Linked DNA regions of Sus scrofa: region 1 is linked to region 2. The links are chromatin contacts, called in public HiChIP or PLAC-seq maps. All regions are on one chromosome and are shown on one strand. Each heading gives the region's core, a stretch centred on a gene start, on an enhancer-like site or on the middle of the called end of the contact. The rest is flanking DNA. Distances are from core to core; before and after follow the strand shown. Region 1 overlaps B4GALT1 (beta-1,4-galactosyltransferase 1). Region 2 overlaps NFX1 (transcriptional repressor NF-X1).

Region 1 (6,743 bases), core at 3,174-5,673, 200 kb after region 2:
GGACTGGTTCTCCTTCCTCCTCCCCCTGCCTCCCTCGTGAGGTCTTTCTCCTTATTCCATCACCCTTTTGTTCCTTTGCCTCTTGGCTCTTCCTTAAAACTGGCTTATGGCACTCAGGGTCAGACTGACTATTCATTCTCCAGCATGAATGTGCCTTTTAATTAGAGATCTAGAAAAGTTCAGCTGGACCTTCCACACTCCCCCCACGACCACTCTGGTGCCTAAGCCTCAAATTTTTTAGCAGGTGCTCCCACTCCAGGGAGGCTGACTCAAAGGGAGTGTCTTCCCCAAGCCTACCTCTGCTGCCAGAGGTTTTAGCCTGCCTAGGATGAGATATGCAAGGTGGCTCCTGCCACTGGACGCCCTTGCTGGGTCCAGCCTGGGTTGACTGCTTAAGATTCAGCTTTCTAGTCCCAGGGGTGACCTTTCAGCTGGGGGCAGCCAGATCCCCACCACTGACCTTCTGGAAGCCAGCCCCCATTGTGGAGGCTGAGCTGGTGCCTGGCCCCAATCTCACCTGTGCCTTTATCGCTTTGAGCATCTCAGCTGCTAACTTGGTTCTTTTTTCCAGAAGCCTTTGTAATGGTTACAAATTATTTTCCATTACAGAAGCAGTTGGGCCATGCAAAGAGTATTCCTTTTCTTAGTTCCCCACTCCTAAATAGCCGTGTTGGTAAAACTAAGAATGACTGCCCTGAGAAATTTGGGGAAATGCAAAGAATGAAGACCTCCCTTTCTGTCCCCAGATCCTGACTTTTCCAAAGTGCCTTAAAGCAAAGGAGACAGATACCTTGAGTGGTGACCTCTTTGTTACTTACTTTACTCTTAGAACAAAATTCTGACTTTTTTTTTCTTTTTTGTTTTTTCTATTACGTTTTCCTTCATGTTCCATTGGAATAGTCAAGTATGTGGCACATTCTCAGGACCAAGGGAAATCCTGCTTCACCTGTTCCCTATTTGCTGATCTTCCGGTGCTTTCATGGGGTCCACCTGGGCCCAAGGTCAGTCCTGGACCTTGCCTGGTTTATGAGATGCTGCAGGGCCTGTTTTTTTTCTCTGGGGAGTTCAAGGCTGAGGGTTCAGGGAGCATTTCTTTCACCTGGAAGTTGTCATATGCTGTGCCTTTCTCTGTTTTTGTCTGTTCTGTTGCTGGTGACTCCAGAATGGCCTTTGGGAAAGATCGGAGAGCAGAGGTGGCACAGGAGGGTAAAAGAAATGCTGGTGCTGGCTCTCAGCCCGGGCAGGGTCTCTGCTGATCCGAGGGCTGGATGTGGGGCACCCCACACAGCTGGGAGGGGAGCTTTCCTGTCCAGTGACATGTTGTGTACTGTGTATTTTGATTTCCCATGTACGCAAATGTATCTCTTTACCATTGTAACCGGGGGATGGGGGGAATGTCTGACCTTGATGTTCAAAACAGAACTGTATTTTTGCCTTTAAATTTCCAGTAATATAACGTGAATAAATGACCCTATCTTTGTAATGGCAGGTGGCTTCTCTTCTGAGGGATTTGGGTTCTCCAAATCTGGGGGGGGGGGGCAGTGATTGGGGCAGAGGTCTGCCTCCTGTGCCTGGTTGGGGCGGGTGTGGGGTAGGGTAGGGGGAGAAGGTGGTACCTCACCTGGCCAGATCCACACCTGCCTGGGATCACACAGTGTACACGCACCTCCCTGGAACCGGCCATTTCCCCATCTGAGTCTCATATTCATATCTGTAAAATGGGAATAGTAACAGAGACTTTTTGAGGCTTAAAAGAGATGGTATCTAAAACGATGACTGCCACCTCACAGGGACTCCCTGTGTAGTAGCTGATGCCACTTCAGAGGAGAAGTTTCCCCAGCGTTCTCTAGCCACACTCTGCTGTTTTCCACCAATGCCAGCCAGCGTGGTTCTGAGATAGTACTCAGAGCCATTTACCCAAGGTATGATAATTTAGGTAAATAAGCTTTCTTGTTAGCCCCAAGATATTTAACCAGCTGTGGAGTTTCTGTTGCGGCTCAGCAGTAACAAACCCACCCATTATCCATGAGGACCAGGTTCAATCCCTGGCCCCACTCAGTGGGTTAAGGATCTGGTGTTGCTGTGAGCTGTGGTGTAGATTGCTGACATGGCTCGGATCTGGTGTTGCTGTGACCGTGGTGTAGGCTGGCAGCTGCAGCTCCGATTCAGTCCCTAGCCTGGGAACTTCCTCATGCTGCAGGTGCAGCCCTTAAAAATGGGGGAGGGTCTTGGCTGTGACCCAAGGACTTGAAACGGTAAGTACCCTGGGCGCCGCCTTCTCCCTAGTGCCCTGGTACCAGGCACCAGCAGCCTCTAATGTGCTGCCTGGATTGAACTGGCATCTGGGAGAAATGGGCCAGAGGAAACCAGGGTACAGGGGAGGTCACCCCAGTTGTCCCGTCTGAGAGTACTGCAGGCCCTGCTAGGATGAGCTGAGATTGTGGGACCCATTGGGAAACGGGAGCAGGAAGAGCAGCCTCTCGTAGCCCCACCAGGGCTGCCTGGCTGTCACCACCCATGCCTATGACTGCTGGAAGGATCCCTGGTGGTCTCAGGCTTGAGCAGAGGTGGCTGGGACTCAGATTTGATTTTTGACCAGGAGATTCCTTGGTACAAGGTGCTGCCTTACAGGGCTTTGCAAGCTATAAAGTCCTGCTTAAGTGGGAGACTCCACCCTCCCCAAAGATGCCCAATCCTCGAAGATGCATGTGCACTAACACGCCTGAAATGAGCCTGCGAGAGGCCAGAATTCCTAGGTGCAAATCCTACTGCTGCCTCTGCCTAGTTCTACGACCTTGAGCAAATGACCTAGGCTCTCTGTGCCTCAGTTTGTTCATCTGTGTAGTAGGAATCATAGCACCTCTTTCATTAGGCTGTCAGGAGGATCAGGTGAGTTAATCTTACAAAGCTCTCAGACCATGCCTGGCTCATAATGAGCATTACACATGTTACAAATATTTGCTGAAGTGCCAGTGGACACGCGTGCTGACGGGTACATGCAGGCAGCTGTGCACATGTTACCCACGTGTATACATGCACGCACCAGGTGTGCGGGGATCTTCCTTTTTTCCTCTCCTAGGGCACATGTCTGGGGCTTAACTCTGTGACAGTCGGATGACTGGACCTCAGGGTAAGTGACCACTCCTCCTCCTCTTCTTGAGCCTCCCAGGACCTTGCCAGTGCTATTTGTCACCCCTTCCTGCCTTTCCTGAGTGAAAGTGTTTGGAAAGGCTGCCTTTAGAAAGGACTGGGGCTTGAACCACATCCCTCACCCCAGTAGCCTCCACGGTGAAGGTGGCAGGAAGGGGCCCGGGGCCAGGCTCTTAGCCAGCCAGGAGTTGGCCATTTCCTTGGGAAGTCCCTTTAGTCTCCCACTTCATCTGGGGCCCCAACCAAATCTGAGCCATACAGAACCCAGAAGCCAAAGGTGTGGATCTGGTGAGTGTGACATCCACCCCCCCCACACACACACACATATAAGTACCTTTTTTTGTGACCTGGATGACAAACCAGTGACCCATAGTTACCCTTGGGAGGCAGGGGGTGGGTGCCCGTCAAGGTGTGCCCAGGCAGCAGTGACAGAGGGCAGCTGTGGGGGAGGGTGGGGGGAGAGGTTGAGGAAATGAGAAGATGACCGAGTTCTAGGTATTGCCAAGTCTCCACCACACTCCTGGTCTCCCCTCCCCTCGTTTCTTCCAGGTGGTGGGAGAGCAGACATTCCTAGGGGCCAGTTTCTTAGAACTGGAACTTCTTACTCCATCAGAAAGGAAATGAGGTTTGCCTGGCTGAGCCAGTTGTGCCAGACAAGCCTCATTTCCTTCTCTGGCAGAGTCCCCGGGCAGGGAATGTGGCTGCCGTCTGCATCTGGGCTCCAGGACCTGTACCCAGGCCTGCGGGGTGTGGATGTCATGCAGAGCGATGGGGTCAACAGAGCAGAAACCAGAGGACTGTAGCGCTCCCAGGATACCTGCACTTGAACAAGCTGTGTGCCAGGTCATGAGTCAGGGGGCCTGGGAAGAGGGCCAGGGAGAAGCCGTAAAAACAACGGTCATTGCCTACATGATGTATCACTCTCGGCAAGTCCATGGCCCTCTCGGAACCTCAGTTTGATCTTCTGTTTTATGCTTTTTTTTTGGTCTTTTTAGGGCCACACTTGTAGCACATGGAAGTTCCCAGGCTAAGGGTGTAATCAGAACTGCAGCTGTGGTCTACACCACAGCTACAGCCATGCCAGATCCCAGATCCAAGCTGAGTCTGTGACCTATACCACAGCTCACTACAACACCGCCGGATCCTTAACCCACCGAGTGAGGCCAGGGATCGAAGCTGCATCCTCATGAATACTGGTCAGGTTCATTACCACTGAGCCAGAATGGGAACTCCATGACTTGCTCTGAGAATCCACCCTTGGCCTCCCCATAGTAGCCCTCCCCCAAGGAGGAAGTGCTGTGGTCTTGGGTTTCCTCCTGACCCTGAGACTCACCCATTATACTGCCTTGGAGGAAGTCATTTTATTTGTCTTCATTTGTAGAAATAGCAGGATTGGAGTTCCCACTGTGGCTTGAGGGGATCAGCGGCATCTCTGCAGCACCCCAGATGCAGGTTTGATCCCTGGCCTGCACAGTGGGTCAAAGGATCCAACATTACCGCAGCTGTGGCATAGGTTGCAACTGTGGCTGGGATCTGATCCCTGGCCTGGAAACTCCAAATGCCACCAGGTGGCCAAGAAGGGAAAATCAAAACAAAACAAAAACAGCAGCCTCACCCCCTGCCTTCCCTGCCAGGACTCCCTGAACATCTCAGGATAAACTGTTAACAGCTCTAGGCAGTGGGGAGGGCTGAGTCCAGGTTGCCGTTGCCATCTTCCGCTTTTGCCTAAGGCCCTCCGAGCTCAGGCAGATTCCTCTCATAAGCTCTCCCTTTGGTTTTCCAGACTCAGGCTTTCTGATTATCCCATCCAACCCGAGGGAGAAGCTCAGGAGTATATATGTTCTGTGCAGCAGCGTTTACTGTGCTGTTTCTTGCAATAGTGAAAAACCCAGAAGCCACCACCCATGAGGGACTGTGCTAAGTAAAATGAGGTGCATCCAAATGATTAAGTACTAGGTGAGGACTGAGAGTGAGGAAGTGGATCTATACTTATCGATTGCAAAGAGGTTTGAGGGGGAAAGAAGCAAACTGCAGAATGGCATTTCCATATACGCTAGGGAAATATCTGAATAATTTACTGCAGAAATTATTCTGTAATTGTTTGCGGGAGCAGAGGCACCAGCGATAAATGAAGATCGGATCTCCCTTCTCTGCCTACGGTGGCCAGGCTCCCATTCTGGGCTAACAACCTTCAGTGTTTTGGGAGCTGCCTGAGGCCGGAGGCCTTTAATAGTACAGTCCCATTGAGAGAATGAATGGGGAGTTGGACTCCCTGAAAGTGCCCAGATGCAGAAAGGAGATGAGGCTCCCTCCTTCCAGAGGATGTCCGTGGAGGCTGGATGGGAGTTCCGTTTATGCTGAGCAATTCTCTGAGATTTAGAAAAATAAAGTTGGGACAGTTTTGCCCTGTTTCCCTCTGAACCACTGGATAGTCATGCCTGTTACACTTGGGTGATAAAAATGTTGACAAACGAGTTCCTGTCGTGGCTCAGCAGAAATGAATCTGACTAGCATCCACGAGGATGCAGATTCAATCCCTGGCCTCATTCTTTGGGTTAAAGATCCAGTGTTGCCATGAGCTGTAGTGTAGGTCCCAGATGTGGCTTGGATCTGGTGTTGCCATGGCTGTGGCGTAGGCCAGTGGCTACAGCTCTAATTCGACCCCTAGCCTGGGAACCTCCACATACTGCAGATGTGGCCCTAAAAAGCAAAAAAAAAAAAAAAATTGTTGACAAACAAAAAATGTCTGGGTGGGGGGGCCCTATGTCCTGGCTTTTAGGGTCAAGGTTGGCCTGAGGCACCTGAGCAGGCCCCTGGGAGGAGCATGTCTTTAGCAGGAGGTGAGGGGGACCCCACTGCCCATGGATCTCTGGCCCCTGAATCCAGAAGGGAGGCCCTGCCATCGGATTTTGATACAGCCCCAAGCCTGGAGCTCTTGGAGACTCATTTCCGGCCCAGATGTGAGAGCTGGACCACTGGCATGTCCTCCTGGACCTCATCCCTGCTGGGAGGCATGTGCCAGGGGAGGGTGGGTATGAGGCCATGACTGGTAAGTGAGCACACCCCCATCTTTGAATCTCTGTCTTGTGGGGTGCCAAGAGCTGTGTGCTCGGTGCTGCCCCACCCCACTCTGCTTCCCAGGGCCCAGCCAGCTGGAACTTCCCACACTGAGAGACTTGGACAGGGTGGGCCACCAGCGGTTATCCAGCCAGGGACTTGGGCCATAGGTGGGGCCTTCAGAGTGCTCCCTTGTGGGAAAAGTCCTAATGCTGTGGCTTCAGTGACTTCACTTTTCCCTGACAACAGCAGTGCAGGAAACAGGCCAGTTCCCAGGCCCCAGCTATATAGTTCCCCATTCACCAAAGTTGCATCAGTAGTGACAGAGGGGACAGGAGGACTTGCTTAACTGCTGCAGGAGTGTGATCCCTCACAAGGCCTCTCTGTCCTTTTTTCTTTCTTTTTTTTTCTTTTTAGGGCCACACCTGAGGCATATAGAAGTTCTCAGGCCAGAGGTCAAATTGGAGCTGCAGCTACTGGCCTAAACCACAGCCACAGCAAAGCCAGATCAAGTCGCATATGTGCCCTACACCATG
Region 2 (6,372 bases), core at 2,802-5,301:
GGAAGAATATTCTATTATTTTTAATATCAAAGTAAACATTTGAATCTTGGTTTGAAAAAAAAAAGTAGGGTAAAATATTTGAGTATATGCATGAAAACCCAGATGTCTTAAATTAGAAGAGCCAAAGTTCAGAAAGCATTTTATTAATAACATTTGCATTATACATAAATACTAGTATACTTTGTGCAACTAGAGATTCTCATACTAAGTGAAGTCAGAAAGAGAAAGACAAATATCATATGATATCACTTACATGTGGAATCTAAAATATAGCACAAATGAATCTAACTAAAAAATAGAAACAGACTCAAAGACACAGAGAACAGACTTGTGGTTGCCAAGTGGGTGGCGGTGGGAGTGGGAAACACTGAGAGTTTGGGGTTAGCAGATGCAAACTATTACATTTAGAATGGATAAGCAATGAGGTCCTACTGTACAGCACAGGGAAGTATATCCAATCTCCTGGGATAGACCATGATGGAAAGAACATAAAAAAAGAATGTGTATATACGTATAACAGAGTCACTTCGGTACAGCAGAGATTGGCACAACACTGTAAATCAATCATACTTTAAGAAAACAAAAAATTCAAATACTAGTATACTTGGGAAAAGCCCACAAAATACTATAGAGAAGACCTGTTAAAGTAAAAGCAACTTCAACATCCTAAGGGTAAATTAATCAATTGCTTTACAAATTTTCTGAAGCAAACTAAACAAGAAATGTTTTCTAATGAATAAGCTACAAGGATATATAGTACAATACAGAGAATATAGTCAGTATTTTATTGATTGATTGATTGATTGATTGCTTTTTAGGGCTGCACCCAAGGCATATGGAAGTTCCCAGGCTAGGGGTTGAAACTGAGCTACAGCTGCTGGCCTACACCACAGCCACCGCAACAGAAGATCTGAGCCGCCTCTGTGACCTACACCACAGCTCATGGCAACGCCGGATCCTTAACCCACTGAGCAAGGCCAGGGATCAAACCCGCAACCTCATGGATCCTAGTCTGGTTGGTTAACCACTGACTCACACAGGGAACTCCTAGTCAATATTTTATAATAACAATAAATGGAATATAACCTTTAAAAATTGTGAATCGCTATGCTGTACACTTGAAACTTACAGGAGACTGTAAGTCAACTATACTTCAATTTAAAAAAAACTGTAGAAAAACTGACAGAACACTGTAAACCAGCTAGAATGGAAAAAATAAGTTATTATAAAATAAAAAATAAAATAAAATACCCCCCACCAAAAAAACTGTTTTCTATAACTGCCACTTAGGTAAAAGCTACCATTTTCAGTCGAACTAACTCTGGAGGTTCAGTGGGTTAAGGATCCAGCGTTGTCACTGCTGTGCCTCTGGTTACATCTGTGGCATGGGTTTGAATCCTGGCTTAAGAACTTCTGCATGTCGTGGGCACGGCCAAAAAAAAAAAAGTGACTGACCCTGTTGTACCCTACATATATTTTAGTTTATGTTTAGCTGGTTTAAGATTTATAGCTTAATAATGGTCATCTGAAACATGTGATCAAGGCAACATACATTCCCTGCAGGTAAAATACTCAGGAGGAATTAAGTGGTATTTTTAAAGCTAAGTTTAATACCTGAAGATATCACATGGGTGAGAATAACTACTAAGAAAGAAATGACTGACCTGCTTGAGACGCTGGAGACCTTGCCCATTTCTTTATGCAGTTCAAATGAAACACATGGTAACAGCTCTGACAACTCCACACAGGGGCTGTGACACGAACCAATTCACAGCACACCATGCACTCATATTTTTCTGTAGTCAGCTGTTCAATTAGAGAACCTGTTTAAAAAAACAAACAGATAAATGCAGAAAAACATTCCTTACTTTAGTCAACCAAGGATCAGCAAGGCATTTGAGAGAAGAATTCAAATGCAGAGGAATGCAGAGGTTTTAAGGGATGCCTAATTCTGCGTCAGGTGGCTATTGAGAGTTTGAGACCAGGAAGGGGCAAGAATATGCTGAGGTAGAGGATTTAAGAAGCAGACATTAAGGTAGGGATTTTCACAATTGAGGAAATGTTCCCAAGAAACTGCCCAGGATCCGACCAGAGTAGCCAAATGCCCCTAACACATAGCTTGAGCATTCAGAGGGGCAGCGTACTATAGCACCTTGCCTTGCCCTGTCTGAAGCTACCACATCTATGGATTCAGGCTAGGGAGGGGCTTGCAAAGCTGCAGTGGTCAGGTACAAGAAACCTAAACCTGGACAGGATCCAACAATCCAAGGTGGAGAGACGGTTCTAGTAGATGCCCTGAAAAGTCTTTAGTTGACAGACCCACCAAAGACAGCAGTGACAATGCTGGATCCTCAACCACTAGGCCACCAGGGAACTCTGAAAGCTAACATTTTAATCAGTTCATAATATTAGCTTCCTAAGATTACTTTGTTTGTCCAGTTCAATGTCAAAAGAAATAAAGAACACCAAAACTGTAATCTCTACGAGGCAGGACCAGTGTATGTGCCTTGCTCACTATAGTATTTCTAGTCCCTGGCATATATTAGGCGCTCAGTATTATTTATCAAATGAATGGATGAAGGAATAAATGAGGATCATCTAGCCTGTTCCATAGTCTCTCTTCTTAGAAAGTTTTAGACTTTGGTTAAATTTCTGGGATAGCTTTTTTGCTCTGGGGAAAGCCTGGAATAAAGACAATCTGAGTGGCTAATTAAAGGGAAATCTACCTGCTTTAGACATAGATGAGCACATCTTAAACTGAATTCATTATAAAAACAGAAGAATCAGACTTAGATTCTTCCTTTTTTGTTGTTGTTTTTATTTTTTTTTTTTAGGGCTGCACCCGTGGCATGTGGAAGTTCCCAGGCTAGTGGTCAAATCAGAGCTGCAGCTGCTGGCCTACACTACAGCCACAGCAATGTCAGATCCGAGCTGTGTCTGTGACCTACACCAAAGCTCATGGCCATGCTGAATCCTTAACCCACTGATAGAGGTTCTTATCCGAGTCCTCATGGATACTAGTCAGCTTTGTTACCACTGAGCCATAAAGGGAACTCCCTTTCTTGAAAGTAGGGATACCCTACCCTGCATAGGTTAACATTTCTGAATAAAAGTTAATTATACCAGTTACCTTGCTACACGTGGAAGATTCTGCAGGGGTAAGTGAGGGAAGAGAGAGCTCATTATACAGTAAGATTAAGTTTGAGCTATCTATATAAGAGGCTGATGGAAGCAGAGGAATTGTCTGTGAGAATTATACTTGCAGTGAATTTTATAGAAAATGCCTGTTGGCCATTCCAAAATAGAAGTAAGTTAGAAGCAAAGGACACAGAAAGATAAGTGAACTAAAGGACACAGAAAGGCAAGTGAACTATGGGACACACCCGAGAATACTAAAATTGACTATTGTTTTGATTTTTACCCTGAAGACTGTCTTTATTTTACTGTTTCTTATTCATTAAGTTTATTGCTTGTTAATAAATAATTATTGTGGAAGTTCCCTTCGTGGCTCACCAGTTAACAAAACCAACTATGATCCATGAGGATGCAGGTTTGATCTCTGGCCTTGCTTAGTGGGTTAAGGATCCGGCATCGCTGTGAGCTGTGGTGTAAGTTGCAGGCGAGGCTCGGATCCTGCACTGCTGCAGCTGTAGCTCCAATTCAACCCCTAGCCTGGGAATCTCCATATGACATGGGTGCGGCTCTAAAAAGCAAACAAATAAATAATTATTGTGATGTTTCTAAGTCCAGTCACAGTGAAATTTGACCACCAGGATGCACACATATTTAGTTACATGGTGACAGGTGTCAACTTTAAACAGCCTACAAATTATTGCTAAACCCATTCCAAAGGCCATCTCTCTCATTCCATGTTCAATATGTCGGCAAATCCTGCTTGCTCTACCTTTGAGATATATTCAGAATCCCACCTCTGCTGCTAACACTCTGGTCTAAGCCACTATTTACTCACCTGTTATTACTACAATCACCTCCTAAATGGTCTTCCTACTTCTGCCCTTGCCCACTTCAGTCTATTCTCACCACAGCAGCCAGAGGGAGCCCGTCAAAATGTAAATGAGATGACGCACTCTTCTGCTCAGAACTTGCCAATGGTTCCTACATCACATGCCTGTGAAAGCCTTACAAAGGCTTTGTCACCGCCTGGTCCTCACCTGTGATTCCTCTTTCCTTAGGTTACTACTCCGGGATGACAATGGCCTCCTTTCTAGCCCTAAACTGGCAGGCAGATTCCTAAGGATAACTGATATACTAACAGATAATGGATATCAGTATATGTATAACTGATTTACTTTGCTGTACACCTAAAATGAACACAACTTTGTAAGACAACTATACTCCAATAAAATGTAATAAAAAATAAAACAAAACTCCAAACAACCAAAAGCAACTGTGATTTGAAAAATCCAAATGTAAAAAGACATTTTTGAAGCAAACGAGGAAATTCAATTGTGGACTGAGCAGATCTAGATGATTTCAAGGAATTATCACTAATTTTGATAAGCATAATAATGGCAACATGATTATGTAAGAAAATGGCCATGTTTAAAAATAGATATACACTGGAATTTCCATGTGGCTCAGCAGTAATGAACCCAACTAGTATCCATGAGGACGCAGGTTTGATCCCTGGCCTTGCTCAGTGGGTTAAGGATCCAGCATTGCTGTGAGGTGTCGCAGACATGGCTTGGATCCTGTGTGGCTGTGGCTGTGGTGTAGGCCAGCAGCTATGTTCCAATTCCACCCCTAACCTGGGAACTTCCCTATGTCGTGGGTGCAGCCCTAAAAAGAAAAGAAAAAAATAGATGTATACTAAAAAGCATATGAAAGTGAAATAAACTGATATCTGGAATTTACTTTAAAATATATCAGCAAAAAAAAAAGAATAAATAAAACAAATGGGAGATTGTTTAAATATTAATGTATATCTATGGCACATTACATATTAACTTAAAATAACGTTTTCAGAGTTCTTGTCGTGGCTCACCAGTAACGAATCTAATATCCATAAGGATGTGGGTTCAATTCCTAGCCTCACTTGGTGGGTTAAGGATCTGGCATTGCTGTGAGCTGTGGTGTAAGCTGCAGATGCAGCTCAGATCCCATGTTGCTGTGGCTGTGGTATAAGCCAGCAGCTGCAGCTTCAATTTGACCCCTAGCCTGGGCACTTCCACATGCCTCAGGTGTGGCCCTAAAAAGACAAAAATAAATAAAATAAAATAAGGTTTTCAGAGTTCCCATTGAGGCTCAGCAGGTTAAGAACCTGACATAGTATCTGTGAGGATGTGGTTTCAAGCCCTGGCCTCACCTAGCTCAGTGGGTTAAGAATCCAGGATTGCCGAAAGCTGTGGCATAGGTCACAGACGCAGTTCACATCGGTGTTACTGTAGCTGTGGTGCAGACTGCAGCTGCTGCTTTGATTCAACCCCTAGCCCCTGAATTTCAATATGCCACAGGTGCAGCCTTGAAAAGGAAAAAAAAAAGGGTTTTCAAAGATTGAGTAGGAAACCATTACATTATCATAAACAAAAAGGATAAAAATTTAAAAATAATTTATATCATTTCAACTATGTAAAACTGAGCATTGACAAATTCTTGGAGTTCCCGTTGTGGCTCAGTGGTTAACGAATCTGACTAGGAACCATGAGATTTTGGGTTTGATCCCTGGCTTTGCTCAGTGGGTTAAGGATCCAGCGTTGCCGTGAGCTGTGGTATAGGTTGCAGATGCGGCTCAGATCCCACATTGCTGTGGTAGGCTAGCGGGTACAGCTCCGATTAGACCCCTAGCCTGGGAATCCCCTTATGCCACAGAGGCAGCCCTAGAAAATGCAAAAAGACAAAAAAAAAAAAAAAAAAAAAAAAGAAAAATTCTCTAACAATAAAAAGTTAAAGCTGATTATATCTGGATGGTGGGAATAAAAGTTATTTACCTTAGCAAGTTTAGTAAGCTACGTTCTTGAAGGTAAAGCAGGTGTGTGTGTGTGTGTGTGTGTGTGTGTGTTGGCTGTGTCCATGGCATGTGAAAGTCCCCTGGCCAGGGATCAAAATGGAGCCACAGCAGCGATAATGCCAAATCCTTAAACGCTAGCCCACCAGGGAACACTATGGCAGCTGTTTTTTAAAAGCTTATACAACATAAGCATAGTCAACATATTCAAGATAGTCTTGCTGAATCTGAAGCATATGTCAGACGTCACATTCATTTATGTGAGTCTAAGGCTTGTGGCAGTGCTTATCGACTGGAAGTAAAGGATTACAAGTCAGCACAGCATAGAGGCAATAGCTGAAAGTATAGAACTGATGTAATCTCCCAATGAGATCTACCAAGTTAAGAGAGAGGGCTGAGATAAAGCC

Evidence for each region. HiChIP or PLAC-seq counts read pairs in DNA pulled down with a chosen protein or histone mark.
Region 1: a contact with region 2 is called in an H3K27ac HiChIP or PLAC-seq map of alveolar macrophages. The contact joins two enhancer-like sites. A contact is called at or near these places in 3 of 5 promoter capture datasets (fetal liver, fetal skeletal muscle and liver), 9 of 47 Hi-C or Micro-C datasets (blood, embryonic fibroblasts, fetal heart ventricle and 4 more) and 1 of 2 datasets of contacts at active chromatin or transcription factors (alveolar macrophages).

Annotation. Positions count from the first base shown.
Region 1 is chr10:33,379,803-33,386,545 of Sscrofa11.1, forward strand. It overlaps B4GALT1 (beta-1,4-galactosyltransferase 1), which reads left to right. Exons shown (of 6, transcript XM_003130680.4): 6 at 1-1,483. Among named protein-coding and RNA genes, the nearest start is that of SMU1, 16 kb to the right of the region's middle. Within about 2 kb of position 4,424, at least 18 of the 83 cell types and tissues checked have an H3K27ac peak or open chromatin away from gene starts, as enhancers often do. A contact at or near this core is called in alveolar macrophages, where this site is marked.
Region 2 is chr10:33,181,715-33,188,086 of Sscrofa11.1, forward strand. It overlaps NFX1 (transcriptional repressor NF-X1), which reads right to left. Exons shown (of 25, transcript XM_021064702.1): 3 at 1,665-1,823. Among named protein-coding and RNA genes, the nearest start is that of NFX1, 16 kb to the right of the region's middle. Within about 2 kb of position 4,052, at least 1 of the 83 cell types and tissues checked has an H3K27ac peak or open chromatin away from gene starts, as enhancers often do. A contact at or near this core is called in alveolar macrophages, where this site is marked.